2 separate regions of the Mus musculus genome follow, and region 1 is linked to region 2. The links are chromatin contacts, called in public HiChIP or PLAC-seq maps. All regions are on one chromosome and are shown on one strand. The core of a region is the stretch at or near the end of the contact, and the rest is flanking DNA. Distances in the headings are between cores, read along the strand shown.

Region 1 (6,570 bases), core at 324-2,823, 370 kb before region 2:
GCTCATGGCTCAGGGTACTGCTCAGCACAGTGATGGCTCTCAGAGCCTACGCTCAAGTTTTACTTCTCTGGGTTTTACAACTTCTTAAAGAAATGCTACAGATATATATATACACACACACATACATATACATATATTTAAAACTCTAAAGGCCAAGTTCAAGTCCCAGGGTGTCTCTGTGGAGTTTCCCCGTTCCTCTTTAACATAAACAACTCATTTGACTCCACTGTGTGCTGCTTGATTTTCAGTTCTTCACCTGACTGTTAGGGCTGTCAGTCACAAGCTCTTTTTCCAGTCTTTGCTGAAGACAAGATCTTTCACTGTTACATGGCTGATTAATGTTACTCTATGACTATAAAGGGGAATGTATGTGTCTGCCTGTCATTGTGCTTTCTTGTAATTAGTGTTGTTCCAGAACTTTCTGTTTATTTCAGAGACACTTCACTAGGCACTTCCGGTGATGTTCAATGCATTGGATTTGAGTTTCCTTGATGGTCTTTTTCTCCCATTTCATCAAACATGAAGACGATCTTGCAGAAGGAACAAAATGGGGAGCAGATAGATTTTCATTTGTTGCTAAAAAATGCACTGCAGTGACCCTGGGCCAATGGCTCACTATCTACAGTCTTAGTTTTCTGTCAGTAAATGAGACAATGATATGCAGACTTCAGCTCACATAACACTTTTGTATGAGCTGGAAACTCAATACTTTTGGCCTGTGCGACTGTAGCTTGGCAAACTGAATGTGGGTTTGATTTGACTCTCTTGTTGGCTCCCTCAGCTGGCACATCCTGCAAGATCATTCCAGGCAGCCCTTAAAGGACCTTCCTCACAGGGCTGGCATGAGGCTCTATGGGGCTGGTTATGGGAAGAACCATGCCACTTAGACTGCACACCCATTTTTCCTCTTGCTCTATCACTCTATCTGCTTCTGCTTATCCCAAGTTCTTCAGCCTACACTGGAGAACATCACAGACAACACAGAATCATTACCAAAGCACTCCCTGGGTCCCCTTTTGTATCCCTCCTTCTAGAGCCTTTCTTCCCCTGTTCTCGAAAGAAGTTGATCTCAGCAGTAGAAACATCATCTTTTAATTAGAGACTAACAGATCTCGGATCATAGAGAGTTGATGTATATTAACACATGCATTTTAACACACAGGTATGTGTTAATATACAAACATGTTAATACACACGGGAGATTATTGGAAAATATAGACTAATTTCCTGGCCACAGGGGGTCTTGCTTTTTCTGAGACATAAGGCAGAACCAGAGATCCTCAGAAGGGCTGTTATATTACTGGATACAAAAGGGGCTCCTAGTACCATTAGACACACACAGCATTTTTATAATCCTACCCATAACAGACAAAAATAAACCAACATGCTTTAAACCAAGGAATACACATATACCATTTCCTTTGTATGTTTAATCCTGAGGCCTACACAGGCCTGATTTGTGGTTTGTGTTCCTCCCTCCCCTTTCCTAAGAGAACATTTAGGATTGTTCACACGTCCTAAAGCCCTCATTTGCATAATTTAGCAGAACAGAGCGTGGGAGGAGAGCAAATGCTAATTTCATTCTAGAGACTTGATGTGCCCTGGATCCCAAGCAGGTGCCACAGAGAAGCACATGGTGACCGAGGTTTCAACATGCTAGGATTTCCCAGCCTCAGCAGAATCTTGGCTTGGTGGCTTTAGAGGATAGCTAGTGGAGGAGACTGTAGAATCTTCTCCTATGGTGACAGATATAGGTTAGAGAACTGGAATTTTAGATGTTGAGTAGCCCAGAGGACAAAGTAAATTGAGATCAGAGCTCAGTCTTACTCATTGTGGTTAAATTTGGATTATATTCTTGTTAGTCTTTTGTCAGCATAATAATGACTAAGTGCTGGGTCAGGAAGGTAGGTGGCCTATATCTGTATTTTTTTTTACCATAGACCTCTTGCTGTAAGAACAAGGGCCAATTATATTTTGACATCAGAGATTCCTTTTCAGTAAAGTGTGGGTAGCTATGGTACCCACTTCATCAGATTAAGAGAAGGACCGGATGAAATGATGGTGTTCTAGAGCATGCTGAAGAAATATTCATAGGTGTTAGCCGGCTAGTGCTTCAGAACTGATGGGGACAGGCAAAGGGATTCTCTTCTGACCTGAGGAAACCGTTTCATTTGAAACGCAGTATTTTGTTAAATGTGTTGTTTGGCATTGTGGAGAGTCCTTGGCATGGCAGTATTGCTGGGGTGTAAGTTTGTGGATCTAATTCAAGTCTTTAGTCTTGAATCCAGAGACCTGGCAAGTAGCACTGATTCTGTCTTTACTAGACTAAAACTCTGGGCACTTCATCTAATAAGAAGTCTTTACCTCAGTTCCCTAATCTGTAAAGCAAAAGGATTGGTGAGATTAGCTTAGATTCTTTCCAGCCATAAAGCTGCAGGGTTGTTTGTTTTTTGTTTTGTTTTGTTTTGTTTTTTAATGTTTGTTTCCACTCAGTGTTTTTGGCTCAAGAAAAAGGTCAACTTGAGTTCAGAGGAAGGTTTTTGTGTCTTGGTCAGAGCTGGAAGTCCTGGTTGTGGTGCTTCTCGACTTGGATCATATTTGTTTCAGTAAATTGAAATGGAGTAAATTGAGGCAGCGAAGTTAAAGGTTCTATTAGCTTAAGCTTGTACATCTTTGCCTAAGGCTTGCCAGGCAGTCAGACGAGTGTTGCGACTCATTCTGTACCAAAGCTGGAAGCCTGGGTGCATGTCCTTACTGTTACCTTGCCTCTCTTGTTTCCTAGCTCCCTGCGAGTTCTAAGCATTAGAGAGCCAATTCCAGTCATTTAATCTGACTTGAAACTTCATTATTTGGAACATTGCATTAGTGATACTTAATCTCCATTCTGAAGGCCCTGGTGTTTAGTCTGAGGAAATAAAACTAGTCTGTGTGAAAAGTAATCCATACATAAGAATTTCCTATAAAACAGAAATGATGTACTGAGTATGTGAGTAGGGTGAACTAGACATAGCCTGTGAGGCCCGTGAGTCATTTATGATTAGAAACTTCTCCACTCCAGTCAACTAGTCCCCAGAGAAGCCATGACCATATTTAGATTTGTGAAGAGGTGAGTGGTGTTTGATCTTGTTTTGCAGTGTAAGGTTACTCCAGAGGAAGACATTGCACGCAGCACTAATATGTGTCTTTCTAAGCCCTTCCCCTGGGCAATGCCAAATGATCTATTCCAAGTTCCCACTAAGAGCCAATTAGGCTAAAACTGGCAGCCCAGAAACCACGAAGTTGATTGTGAGGTGTATTAGGGATCATTCATTCCTCTTGGATTCCAGATTGAATTAGTTTTCTTTCTTCTTGCTGTGATAAAGGATTGGACCAAAATACCTTAAGAAATGAGGAGTGTATTTTGGCTCACAGTCAAGAGGGACAGAGTCCATCGTGACAGGGAAAGCATGGCAGCAATGGAGGGAGGTGATTGGTGACACTGAGTCCTCAGTCAGGAAGCTGAGAGGGATGGATGAGGGTGCCCCACTTGTATCTTCTTATTTCTTCAACTGAAATTCCAGCCAATGGGATGCTGCTGCCGACACTCATTGTAGGTCTTCCTTCTTCAGCTAAATCTCTCTGAAAATGCCTTTATAGATGTGGAGAGCCGTGCCGTGAGCAATCGCCATTATAAGATGGCGCTGGCTTCCACTGCGCCTAACTAGTAAACAAGTCTTATGCGCAAGTGCAAGAGTAAATCCACACCCAGTCACTGCCCATATCGGGGCGTAGTAATGGGGTGATGGGTGAGCAACTAATCAGGTGCTGTGCTGTCACGCCACATCAGGTGCTGAAACGTCACGCTGCGGGCTATCTAAGCAGCACCATTTTCCAGGTTTGGGGTCTTCCTTATGTTGAAGCAATAAAAGCTTTGCCGTAGAAGGATCCGGTTGTCCGAGTGAATTCTTGCCGGCGAGATACTAGCTCAGGCAAGAAGTGGCGCTGAGAAACCCGGGAATTTATCATCACTAGGCGCTGATAGGAGACCCCCGTTTCACGGGGCGGGTTCAGAACTACGGGACACTTTACAGCTCTGCAAGGTACGTACAGTCTTGAAATTTCTCCAGAGTTAGACGCCCTTTTCATTGTTTTCACGGCGATTAGATTATTCCTTTCCTTTCGGTTTCATTTTGCTTCCACTGGTGGTATTGCTGACTGGTTCTCAGTCGCGGTCAGGCCTGGACAGCAACCAGTATTGTTGACTGGTTCTCAGTCGCGGTCAGGCCTGGACAGTGACCAGTATTGCTGACTGGTTCTCAGTCGCGGTCACGCCTGGACAGTGACCAGTATGGGGATCTCCCACTCTGTGGTGACCGCCTTACGGTCGGTCCTGAAGCAGCGTGGCTTGAAAGTCGCCACCAAGACACTAGAAGGCTTTGTAAAAGAGGTAGATTGCATAGCACCGTGGTTTGCATGCTCAGGGTCCTTAACTATCCCCTCTTGGGAGAAACTCAAGGGAGATTTAGTTAGGGAACTGGAGAATGGCAAACTTAAAGCAGGAACCATGTCGTTGTGGAAGCTGATAAGATCGTGCTTAAAGGACAAGGAATGTCAACAAGTGGTTAAGGCAGGGCAGAGAATTCTGGATGAAATTCAAGACAGTCTATCAGAGGTAGAGCGGGGAGAGAGATTAGGAACAAAATGGACACATGGTGCACCAATTAAGCATACAGGCCTTTCCACGGACCTTGAGCCCAAGGAAAAGATAATGTCAGGAAAGAATACCCAGGGTGAGTTTGGAAGGAAGGAGAAGGAAAAAGAGAAGAAGAAAGATCAATCAGTGGAGGTCCCTAGGAGAAGGAACCTATACCCGCCACTAGATGAGTTTAAGGACCTAGCTCTTAGTAGCTCAGAATCAGATGAGGGACTTAGCCCCTCTGAGGAAACGGACTTGGAGGAGGAAGCAGCTCGTTATGAGGGAGAAAGGTACCAGCCAGATAAAATGCGAGCTAATCAGTCCAGAAAAAGGCAAAAAGCGGCTGTCGAAAGCCAGCTTGCTGCTCAGCCTCCGGACTGTCGGCTTCAGGGTCCTAGTGCACCTCTGTCTTATGTGGAGAGGTATCATTCAGACTCATTCATTCCAAAAGAGGAACAGAGGAAAATGCAAAAGGCATTTCCAGTTTTTGAAGGAGCCGAGGGAGGGTGAGTTCACACTCCGGTGGAGTATATACAGATTAAGGAGCTTGCTGAGTCTGTCCGTAACTATGGAGTCAGTGCCAATTTCACTATAGGACAAGTCGAAAGGCTTGCGGCTTTGGCAATGACTCCTGGAGATTGGACAACAGTGGTGAAAGCTGTGGTTCCAAATATGGGGATGTATCTTGAGTGGAAAGCATTATGGCAGGATTTCTGCCAGACGCAGGCAAGGGCTAATACCACCATGGAAGGGGACCAAAGAACGCGGACTTTTGAATTACTTACAGGTCAGGGACAGCACGCTGCTAACCAGACATATTATCATTGGGGAGCGTACGCTCAGATCTCAGGTGCCACTGTTAAGGCATGGAAAGCACTCTCTAGGAAGGGGGATGCGAATGGACATTTGACAAGAATTACCCAGGGCGCACAGGAGTCATTCTCAGATTTTGTGGCCAGAATCACGGAGGCAGCAGGGAGGATATTTGGAGACCCAGAGGCAGCTATGCCTTTAATTGAACAGTTGGTTTATGAACAAGCTACACAGGAATGTAGATCAGCAATCACACCTAGAAAGAGTAAGGGGTTACAGGACTGGTTAAAGGTTTGCCGGGCCGCTTACTAATGCTGGATTGTCAGCCGCCATTCTGCAGGGGCAGAGGCGCTCAGACTCAGTGGAGCTCAAACTTTGCTTTAATTGTGGCAAACCAGGGCATTTAAAAAAGGACTGCAGAGCCCACATAAAAAGGACAGCGCCAGGGTTGTGTACTAAGTGTGGAAAAGGATACCATTGGGCCAAAGATTGTCACTCAATTAGAGATATACAAGGCAGGCTCTTGCAGCCAGGGCCCCCTCAAGTGGTAGAAAAATGAGTTTCAGGCCCCCAAGTCCCAGGGCCCCAAAACATATGGGACTCCGATGGGCAACAAGTGGACACCACGGTCCGCAGGGCAACAGAAGGCTCGGCTGGATTGGACCTCCATGCCTCCACCCGATTCATGCTGATGCCTCAGCTGGGAGTGCAGCCAATTCCTACTGATTATAAGGGGCCTCTGCCATCTGAAAGTGTTGGCCTAATTTTGGGCCGGGCTTCCCTCACCTTACAAGGCCTTATTGTTCACCCTGGAGTTGTAGATCAGGATTATAAAGGGGAACTATAGGTTCTCTGTCCTGCCCTCAAGGTGTCTTTTCTATATCACAAGGGGACAGAATAGCTCAACTAATAATTTTGCCAAGCCTACATGGCTGTTTTCCATCCTCTGGTATTCCTGGAGCTCCCAGAGGGATTTGTTCTACTGGAAATGATTCTGCTTACTTAATAATGTCTTTAGATTCCAGGCCATCCTTGGAGTTAGTTATAGAATGGAAACAATTTAAGGGAATTTTAGATATAGG
Region 2 (6,773 bases), core at 1,864-4,363:
CCTTCCTCCTATTCTTCCTTAAGAGTTCCCAAGTTCCATCTACTGTTTGGTTGTAGGTGTCTACTTCTGTCTGAGTCAGCTACTGGATAGAGCCTCTCAAAGGACAGCATGCTCCTGCGTTCAAGCATAACAGAGTATCATTAATAGTGTTAGAGATTGGTGTTTGCACATGGGATGGGTCTCAAGTTGGGCCCTTATTGGTTGGTCATTCCCTCAGACTCTGCTCTATCATCTGTGCCTGCATTTCTTGGAGACAGAATAAATGTTTGGTTTTGTGGGTAGGTTATTGTCTCTATTTCTCCACTAGGGTTCCTGCCTGGTGTCAGGAGGTGGCCTCTTCAGGTTCCATATCCCCATTGTAGTAAGTCACAGCTAAAATCATCCCCATTGACCAACCATGATGTCTAAAGTCAAATATTGAAAATTCCAGAAACAGTAGAATCAATTCACACTGTTAACAGTTTAGATAACAGCATTTCTTTGATAGAAACAAATCAGGGCTATTGAATGAAAGAAAGGTGTATTATTGGACTGACAAATTAAGAAAAGACATCCACTTTATCTCTTTAGGACCAGGCAGGAAATAGCTTTTATAGAGTCCATAGCACAAGTTGCAAAGAAGAATGCTTAATCAAAATGGTAGGGACCTTGCTATAATTTAGATGTGGTTTAAAAGTGTCCCTCGTAGGTTTGTGCACTGGAATCCTGGTTGCTGATGTGATAAAAGGTGATGAGAATTTTAAGATGGAGAAGTTGCCTAAGGGGAAGTTGCTGTCAGTGCTGACCTCGGAAGGAAATGTTATGGTCCTAAAGGTCCCATTAGAAGCATAATCCCATTATTCCTAAAGAGCAAGACTGACTGATCCCCATTTTCTTTGGCTTCTTGCCTTGACATGTGGGCTCTCTCTTGTGACCATATCCCTTCCCTGTTACTATCTGCCATGAGTCCCTCATTGGAACCTAAATAAATGGAGTTACCCAATTTTGTGTTTTCAGACTCCAAAACTCTTCCTCCAAAAAAATATTCTTTTCTTAATACATTACCTCGACTGCAGTTTTTTTTGTTTGTTTGGTTTTTGCTACATTGATAAAAGACAGACTTCAGCTGGGCATACAGCTTCAATGACTCAGGCTCAGGACTTTAATCATAACTAAAAGCCATCATTGTGAACAAGTGTTACACAAAGCCTGTTTCTCTAGTTTCTAGTTCACTTCAGCTTTCAACTTGCCACAGCTCAGAGCTATATGAGAGGGTCTTAATTAAGGGATTGCTTGAATAACCTAGCCTATGAGTGTGTCTGTAGGTATTTTCTTCATTGATGATTGATATAGTTGGACCCAGCCTAAGGTGGGCAGTGCCATCCTTACTTCCTTCCCAAATTACTTTTGGTCATGGTAATTATCACAGAAACAGAAAGCAAATTAATATAGCTAGTTTAAAGCTTCCATGTTACAACCTATATTATTCTACAAGCTGTACTTATTTTTAAAGTCTAGGAAAGAGCATAGATGCATTCTGATGTTTTTCTTGGTACAGATCACCCTTTGAGATTACAGGAGAACTAAGCAAAGGCATGCTATTATCTTTCTTTATTTGTAAAGTAATATTACATAATTAATTGTATTATAATGCACAAGGGCCAAATACTGTGAGTTGAACATTAAAATTTGAAGTGCCTATCACAACACCCAAATGTTCAAAATTCCATTGTAGTATCTGGGATTTTTCTTAGCCAAATAATGATACCAAAGATTAATGACATTCATGTTTTTATCATTATTTAAGAAACAGACAGTACATAAAATATGTAAAAAAAATAATTTCTCTGGTTAAAAGTAGGGATGGATGGCTTTAATCTACTTCTCTATGTAACCGGCGTAATCTTCATCGTCCCTGGCAGCCCCAGGCAAACCTCCCATGGCTCCAGGGAGCACACTAGGAAATTCCAGGCTTATTATGAAATGCAAGGTTTGTAGTCATGGGGAAACTACAACAGGGAAAAATAATGAAGATATTAGCCAGTGCAGCACACAAAATGCATCGGCTTCAGAGAAAGTTATTCTAGAATTGGACTTGGTAAAATAGAAGCTGTGAGCCTGAGTTGGTAAACTCTAGGCCTTTTCTGATCTAGACAAATTTCTGTTTCTACCACCCAGGAGCCACCAACCAGAGTATTGAGAGCATGAAGGACAGTCATCTCTATGTGTGGAATTTCTCCTCCTACATGCACATACATGTATACATATAGTATACACATGTGTAGTATATTTATACATTGTATACATACATCTGTATCTGTGTATATATATATATATATATATATATATATATATATATATATACTTATACATTTGTGTATATACTATACATATATACTGTGTATATAAATGCATATGTATATATGTACAACATGTATATGCATGTATATGGATGTATGTATCATGTATATATACATATATACGTATATGTAAAGTATACATGATACTAGGAGAGCATCGAGATACTTGTCGTTTAAATACTGTACATGTGGACGAAGCAAACCTTTTAGGGCTGGTCCTGCTCTGTGGCCCATTAGTCATGTTGGAAGAGACCCATACTCTTACTCATCTTGTATGATAATGTTGAACAGGAAAATGTGAACTGTCAGTAGTGATATGTTATGAAGAAAATTGAAGTGAATAGACCTAGGATGATGTCCCCATACTACATGATCTTTTAAACACAATTCCAGGCACTCTGTCTCATACAGTACCAGTTTTTGAATTGATTTTCTCTTTCTATTCCTGATATAAGAAATAAAAATAAATAAAAATTTTTAAAAGACATGAAAATCCATCCATTTGTTTTGTTTCCCAAAGTACGTGAGTAAACACTGGCTTGAATTCTTAAATATCATCTGTTTCAGCACAGTTGTAATTAATATGTTCTAAGCTTTATTGTTTGTTTGTTTGACATCGATACTTTAATGAATCCATTAAACGGTTTAAGTGATACTTATTAGGAATAAGTTAAGTCAAGTCTACTTCCTTCTCAGCCTGTCTTTTCTCCTAAGGATAGGAGTGATGATGGTGTAGGGTGGTGAATCACTAACCACAAGGCATGAGGTCAGCCACATAACAGACTTCCCTATGTAAGTACCTTACAAACCAAATGTAACTAGTGTGTCATAACAATGTGCTCAGAACCACAGGTGATCAGATTAGCTGCTGGGGGCCTTCAGAAATCTTCCTCTACTTAGTCGAAAGCCAAAAATAATCTCTGTGTTCCCAAGAAAGTAGTAATTGAGTCTTTTCCTCAAACATCCAAGACACTGACACTTTACCACTAAATGCATGTCCATAATTGCCCAGTAAGGCTCTGCTCTTAGCTCTTGGGTGTAACCCTCCTAACTCAGATACGATGCAAAGATTTTTATATGCGTGATGTGATTTGAGTGGCACTGAAAATGAAATCTGTTTCAGAGTACCTGAAACTTCACCTTCAGACTCAACCTTCTCCATCTTGAAAAGGTTTTTCTTTGAAAATAAGATTTAAAAAAAAAAAAAGAACCTGTCTAAGCCATATACGAAACTGTTGTGTAGATGGACTCAACCCAAGAGTTTGCTGTTAACCATGGTATCATAGCCCACAGGGAAAAGAATACCAGAGAGGTGCAGGGAGTTGCAGGTAACATTGCAAAGAGAAGGGTTGGAGATTGGCAGGCACTAAAACTGCCTCCCTGCCTTTCCAATTTCTATGATATATCAGTATTGGCACCAAGACTGTGTGCACAATGGTCATGTTTCCTACAGTGCTGACAAATATATTGTGTCAGTTATAACATGTTCCTCGGTTTTCTCTAATGCCAACTATGCCCATACATCAAGTAACTCACTCCCTTGGTCACTGTTATATTGCTGTAAAGAGACACCAAGACCACAGCAACTCTCAAAAGAGAAAGCATTTAATTGGTGGCTTGCTTACACCTTCAGAGGATTAGTTAATTATCACCATGGCAGGGAGCATGGTGGCATGTAGGCAGACGTGATGCTGGAGAACTACGTTCTGATCTGCAGAGAGAGAGGATGGGGTAGAAGGAGGGAAAGGCTGGGTCTGGCCTGGGTGTTTGAAACCTCAAAGCCTGCCCAGAGTGACATACTTCCTCCAACAAAGCCACACCTACCTCAACAAGGTCCCGCCTACTAATCCTTCTCAAATATTGCAACTCCCTAGTGACTAAGCATAGAAATATATGACCTATGGGGACCATTCTTATTCAAACCACCACACTTACTGAGATGAGAAAGGAAAATTCCAGAACTATAGCAAGCATTCCTGGGTGATTCAATCTGTTCTGTGTGAGGCGCAAGCCTCCTGTGCTCATGCTTCATTAACACTGTGTCTTTACCGCAAGGCAGAGGTCCACGTTACCACGCTCAGTGAAACATAGCCAGATCACTTACACTGGAAGGACACAACCATGCTGGAACTCTTAGTGGTGCACACATCTGCAAGTGAAGAACAAGGAATGGAACAGAGAAGTAGATAAATGGAGCAATATGTAGTAATTTTATCCTGTCCTCTCTTCTGTGTCTTTTTTTCAGTTCTTGTGTTAGTAAAGTGAGCTGGAACTGATTCTGTCTGGGACCAGAGTATCTTTCACAGTGGACGTACATGAAATATGGTCCTCAATGCAGGAAACCATCTGCCATTTCCAAGCAATATGGTCAGCACAGCTAGGTCACATGGAGAAAAGGTACAGTGTGGAGGTTTGGTCTGTCATTTGATCAAAAAGCTTACAAGGGAACATAACCACCTGGTTAGCAAGGCAGGAATGGAGACATTCTAAAGAAAGACTTTTCATCCCGCCCCTCCCCCAACTCCTATTTTGGTTACCAGGCTGTTGGAATTTCCCCAGAGGTCTCTTAGGAAGGAAAAGGAGAAGGCCCTGGTGCCAGGCAGAATGAGAACTTGTCTCCTGGAAAGAGATTCTCACTGTCCTAAAAATAGACCACCTTGCAGGAAAGATGTTTCTGAGACCATGGTAATGCACGGGGCCACACCTTGAACAAGTCTGCTTAGTTAGGTGAATCTTGTTGGCCTCTACTTAAACCTAAACCTCACATCAAAGCCCCCAAAATGTCTTGTGAGTGACAGACAGTTGTCAATGGAATTCTTTCGTGCTCTTCCTAATGTGGTCACATTGAAAAACAAATGTTGTTTTTCTTTCTTTGTTATTAATTGTGTAGATGGCTAGGCTTGGCTTGTTAGAGCTGCCAGAACCCAGGATCTAACCCTAGCCACTGTAGTAACAATCTCAGAGAGGATTTTTGGCTTTTTTTTTTTTTTTTTTTTTTTTTTTTTGAAGACTAGGAGACAGCAGCTGGAGCTGGTAAACTGTTTTGAGCGAATGAGTGACATGCTATGAATGATGCTCTCCTATGACTCAGCACCACTGGAAGCATTAGGAGCAGTTAAGAGATTAATGCAGTTATTTGGATCAGAAATAATGGCTTAGGAAAATGTAAGAAATGGTAAGTCTTAGAAAAATGAGACAAGAAGATCAGTAATGGTATTAAAATGAAGTAGAATAGTGAAGGGGTATGTCCAATTTCTGACCCAAACTAGAGAAGGTGATTGGAAAATGATTAGCATTTAGAAATATAGGGGAAGCCTTAAGGAAGGAGCAGTTTGATCAAATGCATGCCACTCTTGAACATGGTGACTTGCGAGTGGTTTTAGATAATCAAGGAAAGTACCAAACCAACCATTGTGGTGGGTTTTAGGTAATTAAATAGACCTGCCAAGAAAAGAGGTCAGAGGTGTTGACAGAAATGTAGCAGTCATCTCCCAGAGCACAGCCTTGTCAGCCATGGTCAGATGGATGCCCAAAGCCGTGAGAGAAACAGAGAAGAGAATGGCAGAGTCCTATGGCAGAGTCTGGAAGAATGAAAAACATAATCATCGCCAGAGCAATGGGTTTTATTGGTACATTAATGGTAATATTTATTGCTGCTTATGCATATATTATGTAAATCAAACTTCATATTGGGGAAAGAAGAAAAAACTCATGGGTTAGGGCATTACTTAGATGTATGAAGGTACATGCACATCTCATGAAGAATCATGGACACATGACTAGCAGAACATCTGTATCATTGCTGTCTACTCTGCCTGCTGCTGCAATTACACTGCTTCACCTAAGCCTCAAAATCCTTAAGTCGACTTTCAACATCATAAACACCTGAGGACAAAAGATTGGATTTTCTCAACTGTGTTTATCCTTTCTGTCATAAATGAAAGGAATAAATGAAGTATTAAAACTAAAGACATTGTTATATTCAAATATACTTCACAAGGGTTTAGGGAAAGAGTAGCAGGGTCTTTCAAAAGTCACATAGATATATTTGTAGAAATGGTTATTTCCAATCAGATAAATGGTCTAACTTTAAAATATAAAAAAAAATTAAAAATTTTAAAAAGCATTTCAGATATTTGTAAAACTGGTCTTTGAGAAACATACAAAATCCTATGATAAAACCCCATTGTCCAGCAGTCAAAGCATGAAGGTAGTAATGTAAATGATACATACGTGGACTGAAAACCCAAGTTAGCTAGAACATTGCAAAATCTCTGATATACTTCTCTATAAGTGATGTAGTGCTTTGGTTGAGAACAGCAACTATTTTCTTTTTCAATACTCATTTATTTTTGGTCTATCATCTTCTGATTTATCTTCAATGTCTTTACCACTTTTCTAACACTCAGATTAGAAGTTACAAACGGATATGCT

What was found. HiChIP or PLAC-seq counts read pairs in DNA pulled down with a chosen protein or histone mark.
Region 1: a contact with region 2 is called in a FOXA1 HiChIP or PLAC-seq map of pancreatic cancer cells. The contact joins two enhancer-like sites. A contact is called at or near these places in 3 of 115 datasets of contacts at active chromatin or transcription factors (extraembryonic endoderm stem cells, fibro-adipogenic progenitors and pancreatic cancer cells) and 1 of 9 other capture datasets (embryonic stem cells).

What each region holds. Positions count from the first base shown.
Region 1 is chr1:164,983,379-164,989,948 of GRCm38.p6, reverse strand. No RefSeq gene overlaps it. Among named protein-coding and RNA genes, the nearest start is that of 1700029M03Rik, 26 kb to the right of the region's middle. Within about 2 kb of position 1,573, at least 46 of the 459 cell types and tissues checked have an H3K27ac peak or open chromatin away from gene starts, as enhancers often do. A contact at or near this core is called in pancreatic cancer cells, where this site is marked.
Region 2 is chr1:164,618,966-164,625,738 of GRCm38.p6, reverse strand. No RefSeq gene overlaps it. Among named protein-coding and RNA genes, the nearest start is that of Gm26685, 120 kb to the right of the region's middle. Within about 2 kb of position 3,113, at least 26 of the 459 cell types and tissues checked have an H3K27ac peak or open chromatin away from gene starts, as enhancers often do. A contact at or near this core is called in pancreatic cancer cells, where this site is marked.